Linked DNA regions of Mus musculus: all the other regions are linked to region 2. A link is a contact called in public HiChIP or PLAC-seq data. All regions are on one chromosome and are shown on one strand. The core of a region is the stretch at or near the end of the contact, and the rest is flanking DNA. Distances in the headings are between cores, read along the strand shown. Region 1 overlaps Magi1 (membrane associated guanylate kinase, WW and PDZ domain containing 1). Region 2 has its middle 120 kb from the start of Gm22312. Region 3 overlaps Magi1 (membrane associated guanylate kinase, WW and PDZ domain containing 1).

Region 1 (4,019 bases), core at 362-2,861, 340 kb before region 2:
AGCTCATGAGAGAGAGATACCAGTCTGAAGGTATTTTTGGTAGCAGATATTAGCTTTGTAAACAGTATTGGGAAATGTTCACTTCTATCTGTTTTCTGGAGAGGATTGTGTGGAATTGGTGTTCATCATGTCGTTGTTAGGTTTGCATCTTTAGTGGGACAGAATGTGAGCCCGTAGATCCCCTTGTGCGTTTACTTCTCAAGTAGTGCTTCTATAATTGTCCCAGAGTTATTTAAACTGTAAGTTTCTTAGATAAACTTTGGCGTTTTCCAGTTCTCAGTCCATTTCTCCACATTATCACTGCATCCCTTGTTGAAGCATTCCCTTCTGTTTTGATACGTTCATGGCCACTAGCAGCAGCATTTATTTAATTCCTGTGGTGACGATTCTGTCTTACTCTTTTATTCCAGTTTGTCAGTCTCACAGGAGAAGCTGCCATTTGCTTAATCTCTTCAGAGAACCAGCTTTGTTTCATCAGCTTTGTTTCATCATTTTTTCTGTTATTCTGTTTTCACTTTCGTTTATTATGTTCTTATTCTTTTTCCCCTTTTTCTGTATTTGGGTTTTCTTTTTGTGAATTCTTGTTGAGATCATTGATTTAAGAATTTAGTTCTTTACTAATATAAAAGCTATCAAATTTCATCTGAATCTACTTTAGCTGTTTGCACAGATTTTGTTATAATGCAGTTTTCCTCAATTGAAAATTCTTTAGAGAATTCCTCTCTAACTCATAAGAATTTATTGGTTTTTTAAGCATAAATTTAAGTGTGTAAGTGTTCAGATATTGTTCTCATATCGTTCTCTTACTGATTTCTACTTTGACTCCTTTGTATTATAGAACATAAACTTTATACTTTCAGATAAAAAAATTTGGAATTTTATTTATGTGCGTGTGGGTGTCTTGAAGAAAACCTTTGGATCCCCTGGTTCTGGATACAGGCAGTGTGAGCTACGCTACCCAATATGAGTGCTAGAAGTTGAACATTTAGTCCTTTGCAAGAAAAGCAAGTGTTCTCCACTACTGCACTGTCTCACTTGCCCCATAGTTTACATTTACTGGACAGGATGTAGTAGATATGTATATTGGCTTTAATAGGACATATATCTGTGTCATGTTCATTGGTGATTGTGAGCTTTGGTGCTAAGTTTGCCAGTTGAGAGGGATGGTGCGGCCTGTGCTTATCTCGGCAGATTTGTGTCCTTCTCAAAGTTGCATCTGTCAGGTTTTGAAGTCCTCTTACTCATTGCATACACTTGCTCTGTCTTTTCAGTTGGCTTGACCCTGTGATCATTAGCCACCGCCTCAGTCTGCGTTACCTTTCCTTGCTTGGGAGTCCACTTTAGCTGTAATTAAGCTTTACTGCTTCTTCTGGACTTCATTTTCCATGTTATCATTTCTGTCCTCTTTATTCTACTGTTTTCTGTAGTGAGATCTTAGAAGAATATAGTTAATTTATGCTTCCCAGCTTACTCTGCTGCCTCTGTCTTTTAATTTTGTTAGAAACATTCTCCTTGTTGTACAAAGAAATATCAAAACAAAGCAAAAGGTGTCTTGTAAAGTCAACATTTGACTCTTGGAGAGGGTGACCTCACAATTGGCTTCCTTTCTTATTCAGGTGCTGACTGTGTCTTCCTTGTCTGAGGTCCGACCTCACAGTCTGTCCCAACTGGCTAGTCCTGCATCAAAAAACCAAACCAAACCAAACCAAACCAAACCAAACCAAACCAAACCAGACCAAACCAAACCAAGCCAAAAAGAATCCTACAAAGAAAATGAGAGCAAGGCGGATAGGAGTGGATCCTTTAAGATACTTAGAATCTCAACATACATCAAGGCTTTATGTTGGGCAGTGGGTGGTGGGTGGGACTGAAACATTTGCATAAAGTGTTTACAAGGTAAGAGATAAAAATATTTTAATTTCTTGTCATAAAAGTTTTACAGTGTTTGACAGAAAAGACTAATATATTATGTTTTTATACTTTATTAGTCCATTTACAGTTAATGGAATTATTGTCATGTTATGGCATATAAAGATACCATATTTTACTTCTTCACTTATTTTCTATAATTTTCATTATCTGCTTTCCTAAGAGCTGAGTATTGTTTCAGTTTCCAATTTCAGTGTATCTCAAAAGTTTTATTGTGTTGTTCTTTTTATGATCTTTGTAGTAGTTGTTCTGGATATAGCAATATAGACTCAGAATGTATCTATCTACTGCTATGGTAATTCTATTAGCTCAAGTGTATTATTTAAACTTCACCTTCCTTTTGCATCCTCATGTATAACATATTTATCTAAAATATTTCTATGTGCTTAGGATCACATTAGACAGTGTTATGCCTTATTTTTTCAATTATTAAACCTGTTTAGGAAATTTAAGGAGAGAAGAACCATAAGTCATTCATTCATACATACACATAAGTCACTCATACATGCATACATAAGTACATACAGTTTCTGTACTAGCCTTCCTTTTGTTCAGTAAATCTGTTTGCTCATTGTTTATATGTGTGTCCATACAACCATGCCTCATGTGTGTAGGAGTTCCTGTGGAAGCCAGAAGTAGGTATCAGGTGCTATCCAGGTGAGTGCTGGGAACTTACGCTGGGTCTTCTTGAAGGGCAAGTGCTCTTAACTACCAAGGCATCTCTGCAGTCTCTCCTCACTCATTATTTATAATAGGTCTGCTGTTAGTGATAACTTTCATCCATGCGACAATGCCTTTATTTCTCTTCACATATTTAATTGAATTTAATGTGGATTAATTTTCTCCTTGTTTTCTTCTCCTTGAATTTTTACATTTATATGTTTTGCTTAATTTGACTAATTGCATGATTATTTCTGTCATTACAGTTTTAAATGTGTTCTTTCTCCTTTCCTTTTGGGATAATAATGGATGTATAGTTCCCATTAGTCCCACAGTTTGCTGAGGCAGACAGGCAAGCTGGCTGGGGTGCATTCTCTGTGGATCTGTTTCTGTCTCTATTTAGCCCTGCCTGTCTTGGAACTCACTATGTAGACCAGGCTGTCCTTGAACTCATATCGATCCACTTGCCTCTGCCTTCTAAGTGCTAGAATTAAAGTGCTAGTAGTGTACCACTACTCCAAACTATACTTATTTTCTTGTCTGTCTGTTTGTTTTTCTCTTTTAAGGATTTATTTATTTTATGTATGTGAGTACACTGTTGCTATCTTCGGACACACCAGAAGAAGACATTGGATCCCATTATAGGTGGTTGTGAGCCACCATGTGGTTGCTGGGAATTGAACTCAGGACCTCTGGAAGAGCAGTCGGTGCTCTTAACCTCCAAACCATCTCTCCAGCCCATGTTTGTTTTTCAACATGAGAAACTTAAGAAAACTTATGGAACTTATATTCATACCATTGTATATTTGTCTCTTTATATTGAGGGCCTTGTTTGTCTTAGAGTCACTGCCCAGGATCTCTGGTTGTACTTAGTGTGAGAAAGAAGCAACTGTGCCTCATCTTCCAAGAAGAACAGTGTCACTTAGTCAGTAGGTGGGGTCCTCTTTCCATTATCCAGAGCATATAATAATTGGAGCTATGGAGTTGGTATGAGGAAATTGCTAGTAGCTTGCTTTTGTAGACAAGAATGATTATGAAGAGCAAAGGTTAGTTTATCCAGTGATTGACTTTCTAGCCCTTCTGAAATACTCTGAACTGGGTAGTTGGTAATGGAAGGGCAAGGAGAGCGAGGAGCTGAGAAGTGAATAAGCAGCTTCGCCATCTGCTTTCCCGCAGTTCAGAAAGTCACATGGCTCCACCAAGTTAGAGCCGTTTCTCTGTGTGTACTTGAGGTGCCAAATGCTATATTTAAGCCAAGAACCAATTTTGAAAATATTTTTCTACTTCTGTTTTGTCACACACATTCCTTGGCATATTATGTTAGGGCTTCTGCTGTGAAAGCTTTGCAGAGCCTTCTGTTTCTTCAAGCTGATCTGGCGTGCACTACTCAAACATTAGACCCTAGTTTTGGAACAGAAGTCTTCTCTAGA
Region 2 (4,081 bases), core at 1,395-3,894:
TTGCCTGTAGCTCTTTGTCTGGAGGTGAACCTTATGAACTTTCTGCCTTTCACATTAGTATGTCTAACGCTGTAGCCCTTGTCCAGGTCATGCTTAGCTGTGTTAGTAAGACTTCATGAGGGTAGCTTTTCTGACCTGTCTTAGAGACACAACCTCACAACAAATTCCCTGTACCTCTGGCTCAGTCTTTCTTCCTGTCTCCCCCTTCCCCAGTGATCTCCAAGCCAAAGGTGCAGGAGTTGTGTTGTAAATGTATTAGTTGCGACTGGGCTCCATAACTCTGCATTTTATCTAGCTATGGTTTTCTGTAATGGTCTGCATCCATTGCAAAGAGAAGTTTCCTTGACTGGGAGTGATAACTACACATATCTGTGGTTATAAAAATAAATATTTAAAATGTAGTTAGGGTTTATGCTGTCTTAGTGAGATGATAGTTGTAGGTGACCCTTTAAGATCCATGACTTAGTTATGGTTATCACTAAGTCTTGGTTAGTTGACTAGGTTTCCAGTACCAGGCATGATTTTTTTTTCTTGTGAAGTGGACCTATGTATAATTAGAGAGATACCAAGGTACACATGGCATTATTATGCCCTTAGGGTTATTGCGCCATGCTGGTCTGGTCATTGCTGTGGTTAACAGATGTCACAACTGGGTGGGACTGTTGGTTGTTTCCCTCCTTTGGATGTTTACATGTCATCTTCTGGCCCATGAAAGACAGTCTCAGAGGGGGGTTTTAGGCAAGATCTACCTCAGGAGCCTTTGGGTCCTGTGTTCAAAGTTCATGGTGTCTTCAGCAATATGGACTTAGCTACTTCCCTTCCCTTGGAGATGATCAAGAGCAACAGCAATAGCCTATAATGTTTTGGGAGTCTCTTAAATAACCCTGATAAACTCAAAAGGTGGCTTGTATGCCTGCTGTTTAAGGTTTTGTTAGATAGTCTATGGCTCTTGGGGGAGGGGAGAGCATTGTCAGCCCAGTTGGGACATTTTCATTTAAACTACATATATGTACACACACACACACAATCTATTATCTATATTTATATTTATCTATCAGACTTGCATGTATTATATGGTTTTGTTTTAGGTAAATAGTTAATAGCAAGATCCCTTGTGACTTTTCAGACATCATCATTATTATTGTATGCTCATTCCTCTGTATTTATCTCCTTGCCTCCTCTTTCATTTTAAAGAGGCTTAAGCCCCCTCTACTCTTCCCATTTCCCCCTTCAGATCAGTTGTGCATGGCTGTTCCCCTGAGAGCATTTTCTTTTCTTCCTTCCTTCCTTCCTTCCTTCCTTCCTTCCTTCCTTCCTTCCTTCCTCCCTCCCTCCCTCCCTCCCTCCCTCCCTCCCTCCCTCTCTCTCTCTCTCTCTCTCTCTCTCTTTCTTTCTCTCTCTCTCTCTCTCTTTCTTTCTTTCTTCCTTTCTTGTTTTTGTTTTTTTGAGACAGGGTTTCTCTGTATAGCCTTGGCTGTCCTGGAGCTCACTCTGTAGACCAGGTTGGTCTGAGAACATTTTCTATGTGAGGACGTATAGGCAAAGACTGGCCATCCAAAGACACATGTGGGAACTTCTCCACCTGGGTACTCACTCACTCATCAACTCATTCACTCACTCACAGATCCATTCATTCAAGAATTCCACATCATCTCAATGTCAGAGTCTAGATGAAGTACACAGGCAACTCAAAAGGATGAATCAGACAGTCAGAAACTTCAAAGATGGCTGAATAGACTACTGACAAAAAAAAATTGAGGCACAGGAAATAAAAAAAACCTGTTAATTATAGAACAAAAATTAGAGATAGTCACATCTTTCATTAAACCAATAGTCAATAGTAGAAGATGGCCACGCTGAAAACCATGGACTTTGGAAAGATAAGAAGATTATCCCAGTTTTGAGATGACAAAGGTTTATCCCAAAATTGAAAAAAGAGGAGGGCTTGGCCTATTTCCAAAACAAATGATATTTCATTAAAAATGAAAGGGCATCTTTAGTATTTGCTTTGGGAAATGTGATTTTGTTGTTATTTAATGAAGTTAAAATTAGATCGCAGTAAGTTCAGTCATATTTTACCTATAGCTCATTTGATTTTAACCTGTTGTAGACTTATGCCACCTCAAAGCATGCTGTCAATCAAAGCATAGTTGCATTTCTTTTGACAGATACAAAGATGGTTTATAATGGGGGGGGGGGGGAGGGAGAGGGTGTGGAGGGAGGGAAGGAAGGAGAGAGGAAGGGAAGAGAGATAGAAAATCTAGATTGCTCTAAAAGGTGACAGCTCCAAATGTGGAAGTGTTGACTTCTCTCTATAATAATAGCTCTATCTGTTTTATCATCTGTTTTATCATCTAGTGTGTTGTGTTGTATATATGGATATGTGTTGTAGGAGTAAGCCGGCCAGAGGCCTACATGAACCAGGTATTTCTGGAAGGCAGGCCGGGGCTGAAAAAGAAACTAGACGGTGAGAAAAGAATGATGAAGCCAAGACAAATTTTTCTCTGATCAAGGCCCACGAGTTTACTAAGAAACTGTCCTTATAAGGGGGAAGGCCCATTCACACCCCACCACCACCACCACCAGTCCATTCTTGGTGTCTGCAGCCAGCCTGTAAGCAATGTGCAGGATAGGGTGTGTCTCCAGAATGTCTTCAGGGTCTCTCAGCAGGTAGCAGAGTCTCAGAGAAGAGCAGTAGTAGTTGACATAACAATAGAGCCATCTAAATCGGAAGGCTACACCCCAGGTGATCTCATATTCAGTGGCAGCAAAGCCTGAATCAGCCTGCTTCAAGGCTGGGGGAGGCTACAGACATGCATGTGTGCATGCCTGTGTGTGAGTGTGTGCAACGTGTGTGTGTGTGTGTGTGTGTGTGTGTGTGTGTGTGTGTGTGTGTGAGTGTGAGTGCACATGTGGCTGCTGTGGTCACTGATCCCTCTTGAGTGTCTTTCACAGTTGCTTTCCACCTTATGAGGCAGATTCTTCCATTGAACACAGAGCTCATCTCTTTGGGTAAGGTAGCTAACTAAGAGCTCCAAAGAGCCTCTGCCCCCTCCCCTCCAGCCGAGATCACAGGCTGTCATGGCCAACCTTTACATCAGTGCTGAGAATGAACTTGGGTCCGAATGCTTGTGCATCAGACACTTTGTAGACTGAGCCATATTCCCAGGTCTTCTAAAATTAAAAAAAAAAAAAGTTAGTTTCTCCAATTAGCATACTAAGTATAATAATCACTGGGATGTAGTCAGAGTAGATTTTCTAGTCTGGCTCTGGTTAGTAGAACTTTTCTGAATTTGTATAAATCTTATATCTCTGCTGACTAATATGGTGGCGGCTAGAATATGTGGCTATTGATTGAGTACTCGAGATGCAGTTGCTGTTCACTGAGGGCAGTTTAATTCAATCTTAAACAACACAGAGTTATTCCTAGATAGACATTTGTGACTAATGACTCTTATTGCACAATGTACCTTTGTGTGAATGTATGATGTGTTTGCATGAACAAAGACACAAACTTGTTCTATAAGTTCCCACATGTGTCTTTGTGCGTGGATGCATATAAACATATGTGCGTTAGCATACAGAGGCCAGATGTCAGGACCTGTGTCTTCCTCAGTTGCTCTCATCCGTGTTTTCTGAGATAGGGTCTCTCACTGAATACGGTGCTCACTGATTCAACAAGCCAGCTCCGGGATGCTCCTGTCTCTGTCTCCACAGTGCTGAGATTCCAGGTGCACGTCCATCTTTCCTTCTCCTGGACAATGCACCATGAGAGACTCACCTTAGTGAAGGGAGCAAAGCACTTCGGTAACAAGTTATTTTGTGCAGAGTCAAAGAGGCTTCTATGCTTTCAAGTTTTACTAAATATTACTGAGTGATAACACTATTATTCCTCTAACCATTTTGTTTCTTCAGTATTTAGTAAGCTACTGCTACCTGCCTGGTCTGCTGTGTTTCCCAGTGGCCTTAGGTGACCCTTGTGAAAGGGTCAGCCCCCAGGGGGTCATGTCCCACAAGGTGAGAACCACTGCACTAATATTCGCTGAGAGCCTAGTTTAGGGTTGTGAGGGGGAGAAAAGTT
Region 3 (3,879 bases), core at 505-3,004, 360 kb before region 2:
AAGAACTCTGTGTTGTTACTAGAATAATCTGCAGATACATCTCTCTAATCTTAATTACATACTTATTCTTTATCATGTGTAACATCCCTTCCCCTCAAAGTCTACAGTTCCTAAAGGACCCTGAGCAGCTGTTAAAATGTTGTGTGCATAGAGACATTGAATTAATACTTGTTGAATTAAATGAAATACATCTGTTCATGCCCCTTTGTCAGTCTCCTTAGTAGGAAGGTCTGTTATATTTGCAAGTGAGGGACAAACTGGGACATGTCATTCTGTATTGTGAGCACAATATTGTCCCTCCAGAAAAACACTTGGTTCTATGTAGTTCTTTGACAAATTCAAAGGATGGTGTGACCATCTGTTTTCTTTAACTCCTGGGGAAAGAACAAAAGGATTGTACTTTGGCTGAGAATGAGGACTAGCTAGAGAAAAGAACACAGGAAACAAATCCCTCTTTTGGTTTTTAATTGTTGACTGAGCTGATCAGGACGTCCCCTGTTTCCTTCCCTGGTCCCTGTAAAATCCAGTGTCTCCTTTGGCAGCCAAGCTGGACTTGACCAGGTCAGCTCCCTGGCTTGGCCCAGGCCTCCTTAACTCAAGTCTTTCCTCATCCTCCATAGTACTTTCAGTTAGTTTGCATGACAGAAGCAATGTACTTGGCCTTCATAGTCTGTGGGTTCCTTATCTGCAAATTCAGTCAGCTGCCAATCAAAAATATTTAGAAAGAAAGAAAGAAAGAAAGAAAGAAAGAAAGAAAGGAAGAAAGAAAGAAAGAAACCAACTCAGAGATTTCCAAAAGACAGATTTGAATTTGTTGCACATTGAGTGTAACCCCAAATCTATATAAATGAAGTAACATGTAACTGTTCTGTTATAGTATCTTTAAAAATTATTACACTTAATGCTTTCCTCCCTCTCCCCCTCCCCTCCTTCTCCCTCTCTGCCTCTGTGTGTGTGTGTGTGTGTGTGTGTGTGTGTGTGTGTGTGTGTGTGAATTCTCTGGAGTAGTGGCTACTCCTTCACTTAAGTGACTTGTGCATCCACAGATTTGGAGCATTGAAGGTTCTTGGGGTAGGGAGGCAGGGAGTCTCTCACAAATTCATAGGAAAAACTTATGTTTGTTAGAAGAAATAAGATTTCAGAATCTGTTAAGTCGGAGCTGAAAAGTCCCTGCTCCAGTTTCTTAGCCTGGCCTAGGCACTATCAGTAATTTGATAGACAACATTTTGTGGTTTTTACTTTAAATATAGACATGTATTTTGCATGCTATGGCTTTTATAAAAATGTTACAATAATTTTCATCCTTTAATTTATGTCTGTTCTTATTACTGTGGATGCATGGGTCTCTCTTTTTTTTTTTAATAACCACATAGACTTTTTCCAGCATGAATATTCTAGAATTCTGTGCTTGTTATTATATAGGCGAATATCTGGATGTTTAAAATTTACTGTTAAATAGAATGCTACGGACTGTGTGCTTAGGTGTTCCTTTGGAACTGGGAACTGTGAAGTGGACGAGGTCATACCTAGTGAAGACTGAGTGCTGCTACATTTATCTTTGAAAATCTGTCAAGTTGTCCCTCCTACTTCTCCACCTGAGAAGTCGTTTTTTCTTCCTGAGAGCAGTTCCGCCAAAACTGTCTGCAGCCTTGTTTCTTTGGTTGAACCCTTGTAAAATTGATTGGCTTGTGTTGTGAGACAGTTGTTTCAGTTTTATTGTTATTTATGTTTTGTTCTTGGCTCAGTGGGTGGGGCTGAATTCCGATGTAAAGAGCTACCTCATTAATCTGTCTCCTGTACAAGCTTGCAATGAAGGCTTGCTAGGTTCACAGAAGGTTTGTGGTTTTGTTTGCATTGCTGTTCTGTCTCCATGGTCATTTAAGAATTTCCTCTTTTTTTTCCCCCTCAAGTACTCTGCTAAGTGCTTTAAACCATAAAGTAAGCAAACAAACAAAAAAACCTTGAAATGTTTTTCCTTTTTTCTCTCGCCCTATTTCCCCATTGGAAACAAACCAACCAACCGCTGTTTATGCTCTGGTAGAAGTTTGAAATTGTTAACTACAGTTTTTGAACTGTAAAAAAGTTTTAGGCTTGTTGTAACCAAATATCTACTGTCCTTGGTGCCTAGAGGCCATAGGTGTGCCATTTTATAAAGGTGATCTGTTATTTCAAATTACATTTGAAACTCCAAACATCTGGGGTTATCTGCCCTGGAGTCACACGTGTAAGCAAATACTATAATTTTATTTTCACCTGTCTTTGTGAGTCTTGGTGTCCCCACACTGTGATTGAGACTGGCGGGGTGGCTGAGAGTTTGAGGTGAGATCAGAGTGTCAGGTCAGCTTGCCTCTCTCCTAATTTATCATCTTATCTTAAAAGGAGATCAGCAGCGTGCTCCCTCCACTGATAGGACAAGTAGCAAGAACCATTTGGGAGTGCACTTTCCAGTGTCTTGAGAGGGTGACGTTTATATATTAGTACTAAGTGCATCTGCAGCAGCAGTGAGCGAGCATAATTGTCAGCTTTAATATTGAACTGCCCAAATTAAGCACGTTAGCCTCTTCTTTAGAACAGTTAGGTTAGCAGTATGTCTGAGGAGTCCCAGGGTTCTGTATTGTGCAACAGGTTGTCTGAGCATAACCTGCTCAGGTGTGGTCGTGGCCGAACAGGGAATACAGAGAAAACAAGGACAGACTGAAGTCCTCCCTACCCCCTTTCTTTTGCTGATGACTTTGGTTTAAGGCAGTGTTAAAAGCTGTCTGAGAACAGAAAGACTCCGTTGAGAATGGCTGTTCTAGAAACTAGAGAAAAAGTGGAATAGTTTCTATAGAAGAAGTTTCACAGGCACCGTGTGGAGTTAGGAACGCCTGTCATCATAGGTTGAAATGAAACAACGGAATCACTCCTACAGACCGACTGTGGTCGGCTTCAGGGTGAACTGGAACCCTGCCTGAACGCCCCCTGCTGAGTGTGCTGAGCTTGTCCTTCACACTGTCCTGTGTGTCTAGCCTTGTCAGAGTGTGTTGAACATACATGCTCCTGGCTATCATGTGTATGGAGGGGTCTGAGCTATTTAACATAATTTTCAAAATTCTTTTTACATTAAACAAATAAACAAACAAACAAACAGAAAACCAACTGTGTACTTATGCGCGCCTTCGTGATGTGCCCAGGCGAAACTTGTGGAAGTTAGAGGATAATATTTGGAAATCATTTCTTTCCTTCCACTTGATGGGTCCTGTGACTCGAACTCTGACCATCAGTCAGAGTTTAGTGGTAGGTAGTTTTATCGGCAACTCTGTTGGCTCCTTCATGTAATTTTTGAGATCTCTTGTGATGCGGCCATTGCTCCTCTGTGTAGTGTCATCTCTTTACCATAACCAAATGCTAGGCCCTTGTGAGCTCCTTCGCGTGTGTCCGTCAGAGGTAGCCCTGTGTGGAAGGCACCCTCACTTTGCTTATGAGAAGTGTGAGGGAGAAAAGGCTCTTATTTTGCCAGTTTGAATGTGTTAGGTTTTAATAATGTAAGTGACATTTCCGTTAGTTCTGTGCTAAGGAATAACAGAGTTTCCCATTCTCAAAGCCCATGTTTTATGAGATTTTGCACCTCTGGTTCCCAGTAGACAGAGGGATTATGTCTAAAGGTCTCTGGCTTGTTTCAGAGCTCGAAGCATCCTAGAAGTCTCAGCCACAGTACTTAGCCTTACAAATAAACTGAGGGTCATGTTGGCCTAGAGCAGACTGTGGCAGATCTCAGGTCCGACTTATTCTCAAATTCAGGTGAGAGAGGTGGCCAGTAGACAGTCTACAGAAAATGAAACGTCCCTAAAGCTCTAACCTCTTGTTGATAAGCAGGCTACAAAAGTCGATCCATAATTA

The links. HiChIP or PLAC-seq counts read pairs in DNA pulled down with a chosen protein or histone mark.
Region 1: an H3K27ac HiChIP or PLAC-seq map of embryonic stem cells shows a contact between it and region 2, with 5 read pairs. The contact joins two enhancer-like sites. A contact is called at or near these places in 1 of 484 Hi-C or Micro-C datasets (embryonic stem cells) and 2 of 115 datasets of contacts at active chromatin or transcription factors (both in embryonic stem cells).
Region 3: an H3K27ac HiChIP or PLAC-seq map of embryonic stem cells shows a contact between it and region 2, with 3 times the contacts expected there. The contact joins two enhancer-like sites. A contact is called at or near these places in 4 of 484 Hi-C or Micro-C datasets (all in embryonic stem cells), 4 of 115 datasets of contacts at active chromatin or transcription factors (all in embryonic stem cells) and 1 of 9 other capture datasets (embryonic stem cells).

Annotation. Positions count from the first base shown.
Region 1 is chr6:93,962,778-93,966,796 of GRCm38.p6, reverse strand. The region is part of intron 1 of Magi1 (membrane associated guanylate kinase, WW and PDZ domain containing 1); the gene reads left to right. Among named protein-coding and RNA genes, the nearest start is that of Gm22840, 74 kb to the right of the region's middle. Within about 2 kb of position 1,611, at least 1 of the 459 cell types and tissues checked has an H3K27ac peak or open chromatin away from gene starts, as enhancers often do. A contact at or near this core is called in embryonic stem cells, where this site is marked.
Region 2 is chr6:93,628,619-93,632,699 of GRCm38.p6, reverse strand. No RefSeq gene overlaps it. Among named protein-coding and RNA genes, the nearest start is that of Gm22312, 120 kb to the right of the region's middle. Within about 2 kb of position 2,644, at least 12 of the 459 cell types and tissues checked have an H3K27ac peak or open chromatin away from gene starts, as enhancers often do. A contact at or near this core is called in embryonic stem cells, where this site is marked.
Region 3 is chr6:93,985,661-93,989,539 of GRCm38.p6, reverse strand. The region is part of intron 1 of Magi1 (membrane associated guanylate kinase, WW and PDZ domain containing 1); the gene reads left to right. Among named protein-coding and RNA genes, the nearest start is that of Gm22840, 97 kb to the right of the region's middle. Within about 2 kb of position 1,754, at least 10 of the 459 cell types and tissues checked have an H3K27ac peak or open chromatin away from gene starts, as enhancers often do. A contact at or near this core is called in embryonic stem cells, where this site is marked.